2 separate regions of the Mus musculus genome follow, and region 1 is linked to region 2. The links are chromatin contacts, called in public promoter capture Hi-C maps. All regions are on one chromosome and are shown on one strand. The core of a region is the stretch at or near the end of the contact, and the rest is flanking DNA. Distances in the headings are between cores, read along the strand shown. Region 1 holds the start of C8b (complement component 8, beta polypeptide). Region 2 overlaps Dab1 (disabled 1).

Region 1 (7,288 bases), core at 4,173-6,672, 250 kb before region 2:
GATAAAACACAACGGTCAAGGCCTATCTATGGTTTCCTTTAAACCATAGGAGGGTTTATCTGGCTTCCATTCCCAGAGGGCTAAGAGGCTGCTATGGTAGGCAAGCAGTAGACATGTGGTAGTTGGAGTAGCAGCTGAGATGTTGAACCACAGCAGGAAGCAGAAAAGGGTGAATTGAAGATAGCATGAAGCTTTAAAACCTTCAAAACTGGGCCTAGTAATGAACGTACTCCATTAGTGCCACACCTCCTAAGACTACCCAGACATCACCACCAAATGGGGTCCAAGTAATCAAACATCCACGCCTATGGGGCCATTCTTGTTCAAACCACCACACCAAGGAAAAGTGCTTTAGGGGGCATCACTTATGCAGAGTGGGAGAGGGGCAGTATCAGGTTGAGCCAGGCAGGGCATGAAGGGTCTGTGGAGATGAATGAAGTTTGGAAATGGGGCAGAGGGCAGAGGGCAGAGGGCAGAGAGCAGAGGAGTCATATATGCAGAGAAGATGAGCAACACGGGAAGAAAAATGTCTAAAATATAAGGCAGGCTATTTGTTGAGTCCCTGGCACACAGCTGAGCCAAAATGAATGGGCTTATTATTTCACCAGTGCGAGCCTCAATTTCCCTACCTAGAACATGGCAGATGTACTGTGATTCTTTTTGATCTCTTCCCAAGAGTGTACATACATTACTGTACGATCCCTTGTAGCTTATACTTGTTTTTTAAGATATAAAGGAGGTGAGATGAAGAAAGGAATGAAGATTTATCAAGGCCCTAGGATGTCAGACCTAAGCATTGTGTAAACCGTTATCTTGCACTTTCCTCAGATCCCACAGATGAGCTAGAAGGAACCATGGGATGTTGTCAGCTAGACAGATGCTGAAATGGCTCAGAGAGACACAACATGCTTACTGTAGTGAAACCAGGATACAGTGGCCCCCAGGATCTAAGCATTATGTCTGTCTGATCCTGAGCATGCATGCACTCTGTCTCTTGCCCCATGATGTCTGGAGGCAGATCCAACCTGCATCCACTCCAGTCACCTCCCACCACTATCTCTGTAAGGGGCTGCAAGGCCTGCTTCATCCCTGTCTCTACGATTAAGTCATTAGGGGGAGCATCACAAAGCTTCCACCTGTCAAGCACACAGGATGTCACTCCAAACAAGGTCATTAACAACACATTCTCACTTGGCAACAGTCCTAAAAGGAGCACGATATTAACTACTGTGAGCGCCATTTCCATGACTGCCCCAGAGACTGACAAAAATCAATTGCCTAGTAAAGTTGGATCTTTAACAAAAGGTCAAAGACTCTCCTGGAAACCACAGGTGGGTACTTGAAAGTGGTTACTGAGGCAGGATGCTGCACACCAGCAGGGGCCCTCCGATGGGCTCCTCTTTACTAATTTGCTCGGGTTTGACAAAACAATACTGTCTGTGATTTGGCTTCTCCTAAGTGTGTATTTGACAGCTCTGTGGGAGCACCCTCTTCCTATCTTTCAACTGCAAAGCAGTTACACTGGTTTTTTGTGTTTTTTTTTTTCAAAGTATCAACCCAATTCGGGGCCACAGTAGAGACCAAGTGGATAAGTAATGTGCACAGTTGCTATTAAGATTCACCAATTATTATCATCTCCGAGAATTGAGAGCCCATTAATGGACAAGATGACGCCTCCTTGCAAAAGGAACTTTCGAGGAGTAGTTATAACCACCAGATCTCTCATTTTTACACTCAATTTCCATTATGGAGGTGGCAATATAATAGAATAATCAGCTGAACAAATAGTATGTTTGTAAATTACATTGGGCAAGCGTGGTTCATTAGTGCTGCAAAATGCAAATCTGAAAGAAAGGCCAGTGCCAAGTGGCATTCTGAGTTTGAGAACGGCGTGGTGCTGCACAGACGACAGGTCCAACTGAGGCGTCTTTCATGCAGCTATGGGCACCTTCCACCCTGAGGAATTTCTACAGAAACAAGCTGGCTTAGCTTCTGCAGATTTGCCTCCATATGGGGAGAGTAGATAAGAAAGAGTAATAGAGGCGGTGCATACGGTGGTCATAGTGTATTACGAACATGTATGGAAGTTCCATAATAAAAGCCCAACATGCAATTAACAGACATGAATGCAAAGCCCACTTCCTCCCTAACATAAAACTGCCACGAGAAGTACTGAAAGCTAATCACTCAGAGCCCCATACCCATACGGACCAGCCCGCCCCACCCTCTCCCTTCCCCTGTCACCCTCCTACTCCCGTCAATCTCTTGCTACACTTGTGTGGTCCTTAAGTAAAAGGAATCTCCAGGGGTTGGGCATCTGAGTTTTACATCAGCCCTGGTTCCGTCTGTTTGCCATCCTCTTCAGGGGCAACAACTGTCACGGGCAGGCTGAGTGTCGCTCCAGTGCCCTGTAAATGCGTTCACACACATGCACAGCGTGCAGCGTCATGACCGGGTGCTTTGCCGAAGCCTTGTGCACTCTCCTGCCCACCCATGTCACAAGAGTTCCAAAAGGGACCTAGTTCTCTCCTTTCATCTGGATGTTCTCTCCTGGAAGATCTCTTGCATGTCATTTTTTTTGGTGGTATATTTATATTCTATTATTTTGCAATCTAAAAAAGTTAGTATCGGCTGCCTTACACTTCTCTGGAAATATGCCCCTTCTGAGGGAGTGCTGGCACGGGCATGCCTTTCTTTAGGGGTGCGCAGAATGTCGTTGCCAGCCTTAGGACACATCAATCTGGGTCCAGGTCTCTTACTCTCTTTTCTCTGATCAAAATAAAGATGGATCCATCACGTGCAGCAGGATTAGGTCAGCAGTAAATTTCCAGTCCTCAGCTTCTATGGACAGGACACATCAATATATTTTGGTTTTCTCTGGAAATACCCTGACACAACAACTTTCCTGTCACACACAATTTGTTTAGCAGCTGCATCCCCGTGCAAACAGCATCTTCCACTTGGCTGGCAGGGAGGTGGTTTCTGGGGGAAATGTTTCCCATTTCTCTCTGTCATTTGCTGCGGCAGACATGGAATTTAAAGCAACATCGCAAAGTAGTAAACATGTGTCTCAGAGAATCACCCTAGGTTTCCAGCAAGTCCAGTGGAAGGGAGAGGTGCATTAATACAAGGCAGAAGGCAGAGAAGATATTTGAGGTCTGCACCCCCATCCCCACCCACACCCCACCACACACACACACACACACACATGGACTGAGTAGCCTTGAGAGTCACAGTCTTCACATAGTCCTCAGTTTCCTTCTCTCTGCCCCTGTAAGTGATCGAACGGCTGTGAGAATAAGAGTCCATGCCTGGAACAGAGTGACAATCAATAGTGATCAATAGGCCATATGACAGTGTGACCTGAGTGAGTGAAATGATGACAGCCTTTACGGCGGGAGGGAGGTTGCAGCACTTTCTGCCCCTGAACAGAATGCTTTTCTTGTTTGATTTTTTTTGGGTGTGATACTCAAAGGCAGGTTGTGTTCAGCACTGGTACATAGAAATCATGGGTGCAGATCAGAATATCCAACCAGGGGTCAGGAAGAGCAGGAAGATCACTGAGCCCAAGCCATTCTCTTCTCCCCTCTGGGGATCAGTTTGGGAATGAGGGGTCACCCTTTCCTTACATGACACACACATAGCTGTGAGTTTCGTAGCCTGTTCTGTTCTCACCTGGTGGAGCTCCTGTTCCTACCTACCTCAAAGGGAACTTGCCAATATGTATGTCTCATTGCTCCACACCTTCCCTTCAGGTCTATGCCTGAAGGGTGTGGTTTGCATTCCCTAGCTACTTATTCCTCTCCTCCTCCTCCTTCTCCTCCTCCTCCTCCTCCTCCTCCTCCTCCTCCTCCTCCTCCTCCTCCTCCTCCTCCTTCTCCTCCTCCTCCTTCTCCTCCTTCCAGGTCCTACCTTGTTGTCTACTCAATGATAGTGAAATGAACCTGGAGCCATGGGAACAAGCTAGTCTCTCTCTCTCTCTCTCTTATAACTCCATGCCTTTGCATGTGCTGTTATCTCTGCCTAGTGCATCCTTCATCCTTTGCCAGGACTCCTGCTCAGGAGGACCAGCCACTCTTTCCCTCTCTCCCTTGATTGTTATTTGTCCCTGCACCAACTCTTACGAGTCTCTGTATTTGCCCCCCACATAGCCACGCTCCCTGAGAATATGAGTTTGGGCTTGTTCAGCTCTGTATCCTCTGAGGCAATCAAGGGACTTGTGGACAGGGGTATGATGCTGCTTCTGAGAGCGATGTCTGAGCCCTTCCCTCCAGGCACAATTCACTGGGTACTGCAGAGTCCTCTGTGCCCAGAAGGAAATGCATGGGAAGCATGTACAGACAGTCTCTTCACCAAGTCGAGGGTCTTGTTGGTTCTAAAGGAGAGTCTGTGGGTGGTAAAGACTCAGAATCCCGGTCCTGGGGAAGGTTCTCAAGGAGGCCGAATAGCATGGTGCAGAGCTCAGGACAGGAGGCGCGTGAACCCTGGTGCTGCTCACATGAATGAGAGGTTACTACCGGGGAGCAGTCTGAGCAGAGAGAACAGCTGTACCTCTTTCTTTCTACACAAGTGCTCACGAGCATCCAGGTACCTGAGTCCTTCCACATCTCACAGTGGGAACTGCTCTGGCACAAGGAAGGTCTCCAGATTGCTTTCTCTGCCACATCTGTCTTTGGAACTCAAGTTTGAACCCAGACTAAGGTTATTTTCTTTAGCTGCTTCACTTCTTGTGAATGAAAACTTTGATGAAATAAATCTTGATTTTTTTTTCCTCTTTGGGAACAAATATTTGTGAGAAAGGGGGAAGGGAAAAGAAAGGAAGAGAGAAAGTGGGAGTTTGAGAGACCCACTCACTCCCTCACCCTAGATATATTGGGCTGTTGAGCAGGTAGAGCAGCACAATGCCATTATTAAGATCATTCACATAAACGGGCTCATTTTCATATATAATAAACCTTCTTTTGCACAGAGAATCAGACCAAAGCTTTGTTCAGCTATAGAACTTGTATCCTACTCTTCACAGAGCGACAGAATATATTAAACCATGCCAGTTCTGTAACAGACACTCTTGTTGAAGCCAGGCACTTGGGTCCATGATAGTTCAGAAGGAATTGTTGATCTTATTTTGCCAGACACATGCAAATCACTTTCAGAGACGTTCCTCTGCCCACAGGCATGTGGCAGAGTTGGTCAGCATTATGTGGCTTTCTGCCACGTGACCGATCAGGGAATCATTTGTACCCACCACTTACCTGGAACCAGGGAAATGGAGACATCCCAGAGTAGCACAGAGGAGACACGACTTTGCCAGTGCCCTCCAAACCTGAGCCCCTATCTTCATATTTTCTGTGTAGCGGGAGATCCAGTGTGATTCGAGGATGGTTGAAATAGCCTGCTCGCTCTTGCTGCTCTCAGTTCTGTTGACATAGAGCAAACAGGTCAGCAAAGCAAACAGGCGCTTGTACCTGGAACCTCAGCTTTGCACAGCACGAATGTACTCACTTGTGATACCGCACACCTAGGACAGTGAGAACTGTGATTCCATGGAAGCAGCCTTACCTGAGTACTTCGGAAAGCCACATACCAATCCCCCCCTCTCCCCCAAATGCTCAGGGTTAGAGGGTTAATACAGGTAAAGTAGTGAGTGCAGGCACATGCTGGCTACACAGACTCATGTTCTGTTCTCAGTACAGGGGCTGCAAGGCCTGAAGACAGATGGGACTGTGGTGTCTAAGTCCTAGGTTTGTAGGAACTCTGAGAGGGTTCCAGAGCCCAGCTACCTGCCGTTGGGTTCTTTCTATATGCTTTCCCTAATTCTTTCTATGTAATTCTCAGCTGTGTAACCAGAACACATACTACCCTCTCTACAAAACAGATGACAACAGTGCCTGTCTCCCAGGGTTGTGCTGCAGGGGTCAGTGGAGGGGAGAGGGGGGATAGGAGATATATTCAAAATACACATGAACATGTCACAATGAAAGCCATTATTATCATGATTAGTATATGTTAATAAAACATAAAAACATCAGTAAATTTAACTCTTCAGAACACGTTGAACACTGCCAGCCAGGTACCGTGTATGCTCTGTATACAGCTGACATTCTCTGTTTCCTCTTGACCAAGTGTCTCAGAGCTGGAAGAATTAGGTGAGATACTAAATGTGCCAATGTCATGCAAGGAGATGTTGTAAAAACTGTAATTTTAAGAAAACATCCAAATATGTATTGGGGCATTGACACAACTTCTATGGTGTCTTATTTATGGGGCAATTAGGAAGTAACGTTTAGCAGGCATTGGTTCAGGCCAATCCAACATTTGTCTCTAATATTTGCTGGAGACTGTTGAGAGCCACAGGTAATATACCTAAGTAGCTAGCAGACTCATCACCTACCACTTTCCTCGCTTTCCAGGTTATAGAAACCCCGATTACTTCTCTAGGGCTGAGCACAGCCAAGGCAGGTATCATTTACCACCGTCACCCCACTATTTGTGCCTAGGCTAGGCATCCCCATCTATAGCTTTCTGTTGCTCAGGATGGCTCTGAGGTAACCTGCTATGCCTCCCCGTTCAGTCAACTTAAAGACCAGGTAGAAGTACTCTAGAAATAACATAATCTACTCAGCTACTTTCCTTAAAACATCTACAAATGCTTCTTATAGACCTGGGAGATGGCTTAGTATGTAATAACACACGTGCAAACAGGAAGACTAAGCTCAGACCTTCAGTACCCATGTTTAAAAGAAACCCCAAAACAAAACCCCACTCAGTCTGGTCACAAGCACCTGTAGTGAGCACAATCTTCAGGACTAGGGGACCCAGTCTTGAAGGACTACAATAGAGAATGATAGGGGAGAGTACCCAATATCCTCCTCTGACCTCTGCATACATATGTTGTACACACAGGACATTCGAAGGAAGGAGGGAGGAAGGGAGGGAAGGAAAAAAAAAGCACCTGTCAGATAGTTTATGACCAGACGTGAGGTGGGCATTTACACATTTGAGTCCTACCTAGACTGTGGTCCTGTGGGCCTGTGGTCCTGTGGACCTGTGGTCCCGATTCCAACCTGCAGACAGTGGCAAAGAGCACCAGGCTGAGGAAAGATGGAGCACTGTGCAAAGCTAAGGTAGGATGTGAATACTGGAAGCATAGTGAAGCAAGAATCAAATCTAAAATCAAATCACAAATTATACTCGCCAAACAATGTCAACAAACCAACCTGCAACTCTTTAAAGGGCAGAGGCTGGGAGAGATGGAACGTGGTGAGGAACCTCAGAGGAAGGGGCGATA
Region 2 (6,434 bases), core at 1,013-3,512:
GATTCAAAGCTCACGTTGCTTTTGCTGTATCAGAGATCAGAGGCTCTGTGATGGTGGCGGTAATGGCAGTGGTGTGTGTGTGTGTGTGTGTGTGTGTGTGTGTGTGTGTGTGTATTCGTAGAGTTGGTACAGGATGCAATAACGGCCATGCATGCACACAGGGCAGTACAGCATAAACCTGTTAGAAGAACAGTGTGGTAAAATAATTAAGTTTATAGAAAAAAAAAACACATGTTGTCAATAAAGACTGTGAGGCATCTAATTACCAAAATAGCCCTTCCAGCCCACCTAACAAGCCATGATGAATATTAGTTTAAATACTCAACTGTCTATGACTTTTGTTTTTCCAGTGAAAGCCATTATTGCCAGAAGGAAAAGAATGGTTTTAGGTCTGGTGGCTTGCAGGGATGTGGGGAAACTCAGTCATTTTATTGCCTTGACACTGTGGTTCATCATGGGTATCCTTAGAACTCACAGAAACGCTGAGACGTGTAGAGTTGTTCACAGCTCCCTCTTATACCCACATGGCTCCTTTAAGGACAAGCCTATTAAAACTGTCTAGCTTGCTGGAGCTGGATAATTTTGTAAAGAAGTATTTAAAGGTTTAGCGTTTTATACAACCAATCACCTGAAGTACACTAGGACAGCCAGTAAGAAGCTTAAACACACTCTTGAGGAGACAAAACGAGACATCACCAGACAAGGGCATGCAACTTCTGGCCCTTGATTCTCTCACTTCAAGACTTTTATCAGATCCATTTAAACAGAGTGAAAAAAAAATTAATTAAAAAGGGTTTCACTCCATGCATTGAAATGGAAAAGATGATTTTTGCTTTTCCTTGGCTGGTCTCTGAAACACTTTTCTTCCAGCAAAGCCAGCTGGGGAAGAGATTTCCCTATGTGTCAATAGCAATTTCAGCAACAGAGAACTCTGGACCATCTGTGTGACCAAGGGACCTGAAGAGGAGTAGAGATCCCTGTGTGAGGGCTGTGGTAGAAGCTCCAGTCCTGAACTGTTGAGCAGAGTCCGGGATGTGATGAAAGCAACGCCCCCTCCCCCTCCCCCCCCCCCAGCTGCCTGCCTGCCCCTCGAAGCCCTGAGGATAAAGCATAGCCACAGTTCCTTCAAAACCACGGGCCCAAAGACTGCAAAGCCGAGTTCTCTATAACTTAAGAGTACATTTAATAATAGGGGAATCTCACTGATACCCACCTCAGGATCCATTCATTTGTCCTTTTCATACTGAAAAGCTCCTATCCAGCACTGATTAATTACCAGTGCAAACCTGGCCCGCAGCCAACGTCTTCCAAGTTGATTCTGTAGCCAGGTGGATAACATTTCAGCTCAGGTAAAACCCTTCTTTCCTTGCAATCTAAGTACTGGATTAAGAACTCATAATAGCTTAACCTGAAGGACCAGAGAAGAGGTGCAGGCACTTACCTTATTTGATTCCATTGATAACAAAGATCTGTATGACTATTTTACATATAGTAAAAAAATACATTAAGAAATATTTATTTCCATGGAAATTTTTAAAAAGTAAATTTCACAATCTTAGATGGGTTCAATGTATGGTTTGTAGCTAAAAATAAAAACAGTCTCGTGGATATATCAGATAAACACTGGGTACTACTATGAGTTCTCATGTCTTTAGCTGGACAAAGAATGATATCACATTTGTGATGTGATTTACAGTAATGATGGATATAAAATAAATAAGAGATGTTTCTGTCACCGAGAAGAAGGCATTCAACCTGGACAATGGTGGTCTGGCATAGGCTCAGGGAGCTGAGTGGCCTCTCTTTAACATTCTGGGAATGTCACATCCCACCTGGGAAGATGGTGGGATGTGACAGGTCCCAGGGAGAGTAGAGGGGTAAAAACAGTTCCTTGGAGGATGAAGGGTTGGTGCTGTAAGGGGTAGGAAGATTCCCTGGGAGGGTCCTGGGATGGGGAGGTTCCCCAGGAGGTGGGTGGAGAGGGTACCCAATTGGATTATGGGATGGGAGTAGGGAGGACTCTGGTCACATAGGTGACTGCAGATAGCTCTTGCCCAAGTGAACAGGATGCATCATCAGGGGAAATGGAGGAAGAGCTAACAACTCAAACAAAAGGGCATCTACCCTCTATTAACTACTCAGCAGGAAGGCAGCATCCACTCTTTAGCGCCACCCTTCTGCTGGGGGCCATATGAAGGGTGATTTCTCTGATTTCTAGGAAAGAGCTGTGAGGTGTGGAGCTCCCCCTAATGGACGGTTTCTGCTAGTGGCCCTTCATAGAGACAGCAGCAGAGCAGGAGTCCCCAGCCTTGTGTACTGATTGCAGGGAGGAGAGAGGGGCAGACCTGCTGGAGGACTGTCAGCTTTGTGGATCTCCATTCACTCAATGGGCATAACTGGAGGGATCTAAGGCTCACGCTGTAGCCCAGCTTCAGCACCACCGCCCAGGAACAGAACAGTGGAACCTTTTCATTCCGTTATGAAGCGGGCCTCCCAAAGACCCCGCCCCCAGTCCCGCCCCCAGCCCCGCCCCAGCCCCGCCCCCAGCCCCAACCCCAGCCCCAGCCAGGATCAGGATGCCCAAAAGGCAGTAGGAGTGGGAAAGAGGAAAGAGATTCCAGAAATGAGGGGTGGATTTAGGGGTGCCTGGGGTCGGTTATCATCAGGAAAGAGCCAACAGTCTTTCACAACCCACAAACAAAACAAAACATTCGCTACAATGAATAAAGGACACCTGTGGTATTATCACCCTTCATCTCCGACTTGTTCATATTGTGAGTACATTTATTATTAACATAATACTTCACATTGCAAGTACATTTATTATTAACATAAACTTTCCTGTGTGGAAAAGCCCAATTGCAGCCATCCTCAGCTCCCCATATAGTTTAGTCTTTCTGATGAAAAATAATTGCTTTGTAGGGGGAGGGATGCCATGTTTGGACACCTTTAATCAGTGCACTACCTGATAGGACATTTATTAAGAATAAAACATTTCTTTTATTTTATAGCTGCCTCGGCACTTGTTAAGATGAGGAGGGGGGGAGGGGGCAGAAGCCTTTATCATTTCCTGATCTCGCTAGCAAATTGGCAATTTATGCACAGAATATTACAAATACTGCTGAATTATTTGAGCCTGGAATTAATTTAGAGAATCTGCCCCTTCTTGGAGTGCCCAGGGATTTGGCTTATCTTTATTTGCCGAAGGAACCATGTCACTGAAAGCAGTCCCGGGATTATTTCAAGTGAATGAATAATGAAATTGCCTAGCTTTCTAATGGTTTCCAAATTCCATGACTACCCCAGTGCGCAATGATGGGCTAGCTCATCAGTGGGCATTCACATTGTGGGTGAAGCCCGCCGAAGCTCGGCACGGCAGCTTCTGTACTGAGTAATTAAAGCTAGTAAGGAAATCCTAGTGTCACCTGGGGTTACAGACTGCTGCTTTGGAAAATGGAGGAGAGATATTTCATCCTGCAGACAGCATCATTAGGGCAACACACACAAGATAATCAATTACCCAAAGCATCTATTTTTTAGAATAATTCTTCACTTGCATGAGCCCCTTTAATCACATCAGAAATCACTGATCTTGCCAGACACAAGCATATACCACACAAGACAGTAGACCTGCTGGCTTTTAGAAGTGGGGAAATTCAAATTGATAGGGCAAGAATTCAAATGGACAATCTTTTTACACAAAGTTTGTTTTGCTATGTACCATGTATCATGGTTAAGCATCTAAAAATATTCCAGTCACACACCCTGACCAACTATATAACCGAATACCACCTTATTTACTTATTTTAGTTTTTGTTAAGCTAGGGATGTTTATTATGGAAAACTTGAAAAATATAAATGCAAGAGTGAAAATAAAATAAATGCTTTATCTGCAAAATCAGAGGCATGCATGTTTAATATTTAGAGTATTTTGCTCTAGCAATAATTTTCTCTATATACACACATGAATTTTTCTGCTCATCTTATAAGTACTCTGCCAAGTCCTTGATCACTAAATGTGGAAATGCACATTTTTTCTGGAATATAATACTTACTTGTCCACAATATAGAGTAGAAAAACCCAGAGTCTTTTTGAACTGTTGATCCCTAACAAATGGCCAAGAGATACCTCATGGATGGATAAGTAAACAAACCAATGAGTAAATGCCTTTCCTTCCACAAACCGTCAAATGACAATCTGCTGCTCTAGAATATACCACCTGACCTCCGTCCTGATAATTTCAGAGAGTTAGAAGGTTGAGTCAAACCTACATATTACTATACCTGGTTAGATTTTTGACAACACAATACAAACTAGGGTCATCTGAAAAAGAGAAACTTTAATTGAGGGATTGTCCCCATCAGATTGCCTGTCGGTCATTTTCTTGGTTAATGATTGATGTGAGAGGACCCAGCCCGACATGGGCGGTGCCACTACTGGAGTGGGATAAGCCTCTGGGAGTAAGACAATAAGCAGCTTTTTCCCACGGTTCCTGCCTCCGCTCCTGCTCCAATTGCTGCCCCGACTTCCCGCCATGATGGACTATGATGGGGAGATGTAAGCCAGTTACATCCTTTCTTTCTCAAGTGGCTTTTGGTTGTGGTGTTTCATCGTGGCATTAGAAAGTAAAGTAGGATAGAAATCATGCTAACTCTGTGTTGGACACGCAGCCTTCTGTGTCCACGGGTCCCATGCCCACACATTCAGAGGGCTGAAAATACTTGCCACAAAGGCTGTGGTGACTGTCATGAAGAGAAACAGACCATGTATTAAAAGCACAGAACAGTGACTAATTACAGAGTGTTTGCATTGAATTAGGTATGACAGAGATTATGGGAAGCACAGGAGAAATTATGTGTAGATTTTGTGTACACACTGGGCCATTTTATGTAAGGGACTTACATAGCATCCAGAAGACTCTTCTGTGAAACCCAAGCAACGCATGTGTTACCACGCCAACAGTTAATATCCAGATCCTTTGTTATTATGTTAAACAAATCAAAATATATCTTTAAAAGTCCTCAAGTGTCTACAGATATCAGACCCAAGCTCTGCATACTCACGAGCCCCACACGGAACATTCCTGATAATTCTGTTGAACTGCCATCTCGAGGCATTAAAATAAAGAGCTGTAAATATCTCCTGATTAAATATTAACCTTAAGATATGAAATGACTGTTCAGAGGTTGCGTCTGACTGACTTGCTCTAATGTGCCACTTATGAAATGTGTATCTTAAATCAGCAGTGAAGGGAAACCAACATCATTAATACCACAAAAACCCAGGAGCTTCTATATGCATGCTCTTTCCTGGTGTGTTATTAACAGCCCACCCCTCCCCATGCTAGACAGTACTACCACCCGGCATTATCCTCTATTACTTTAAAGGCAATTTTATATTTCACATCCAAATTAATGGTTACTCTCTAAAGTCTTATTATGCTTAATTACTTCTCCTTCCCACATCCTCCCTTCTCTCTACACATCCTTTCCTTAAATGATACTCAAAAGTTCGAGGTACAATCAGAGATCACATAAGCAGCTCAGCTGTGGATGTGGAAGACACTAAAGGTGGGATCTTGAAGCCAAATTTAAGGGGAAAGTCTCTAAGAGGGCCACAGTAGGTCATTACGAACATCTGGTTAAAAGAAAAATAAACTTCAGGGCAGTTCTGCCTGACTCATTGGGACCTTCTCAGTGTCACCGCCAGCATCTCTTTCCCACACAAAGGTTCTCAGGAGCCACCTTAGCAACAGCTCTCACAAGTTTAGCCCCAGCTTTACAGATTCTCACCCCATACTCACAGGCTTTGTTCTTCAGGTTCCAACCCTTGAATAGAGTGAAGAGCTCTGTATTCGTTCCTTCTGCATCAAAACTCCATCAAGAAATGTGTCTGCCACTCAGTCTGCTGCTTCTTAAGGTAAGACCTAGCATCCTTCAAATGCCCCTTGTCCTGCTGATAAATTCTCAGCCAGTTGCCTCCATTTTCCAGAGCAGTCACCAATAGACAGTCTCCTAGCCACCCAGCTCCTTGGAACTGCTCTGACTCTGCAGTGCTAATACCATGGACCACAAAATAGTAAGGCTCAGTATCCAAGTGGCTCAGGGATGCACTTAGCCATGTTCTTCAATTCTTTACCAGCAACCAAACACAAGGACCTAGTATCCTCGAATACCTCTCCTATTTACACTCTGATTTCCTGATAACATAGTATCCTTTTCTCTAACACTCATCATTATTCTGAGTTCTACTCGATGCTTTTCCAAACAACTAAAACTTCCTTTGGGAAAGAAGCAGACTTAGAGCCCTGTCTAGTTAGTATCCATGGCCCTACCTCTTACAAACAGACTGTCGGACTCCATCATTCCCGGGTGCCTCCACAGCGCTCAATCCAGTTCTCACAATGTGTCCCATTAGAGAGTCTGAAGTTCAG

Evidence for each region. Promoter capture Hi-C pulls out the DNA fragments that hold promoters and counts their contacts.
Region 1: a promoter capture Hi-C map of liver shows a contact between it and region 2, with 2.7 times the contacts expected there. The contact joins the promoter of C8b here to the enhancer-like site in region 2. A contact is called at or near these places in 3 of 39 promoter capture datasets (embryonic stem cells and liver) and 2 of 9 other capture datasets (liver and pancreatic islet).

The regions. Positions count from the first base shown.
Region 1 is chr4:104,764,451-104,771,738 of GRCm38.p6, reverse strand. C8b (complement component 8, beta polypeptide) reads right to left here and starts at 5,422. Exons shown (of 12, transcript NM_133882.2): 1 at 5,253-5,422. The coding sequence starts at 5,341.
Region 2 is chr4:104,510,734-104,517,167 of GRCm38.p6, reverse strand. The region is part of intron 5 of Dab1 (disabled 1); the gene reads right to left. Among named protein-coding and RNA genes, the nearest start is that of C8b, 250 kb to the left of the region's middle. Within about 2 kb of position 2,262, at least 17 of the 459 cell types and tissues checked have an H3K27ac peak or open chromatin away from gene starts, as enhancers often do. A contact at or near this core is called in liver, where this site is marked.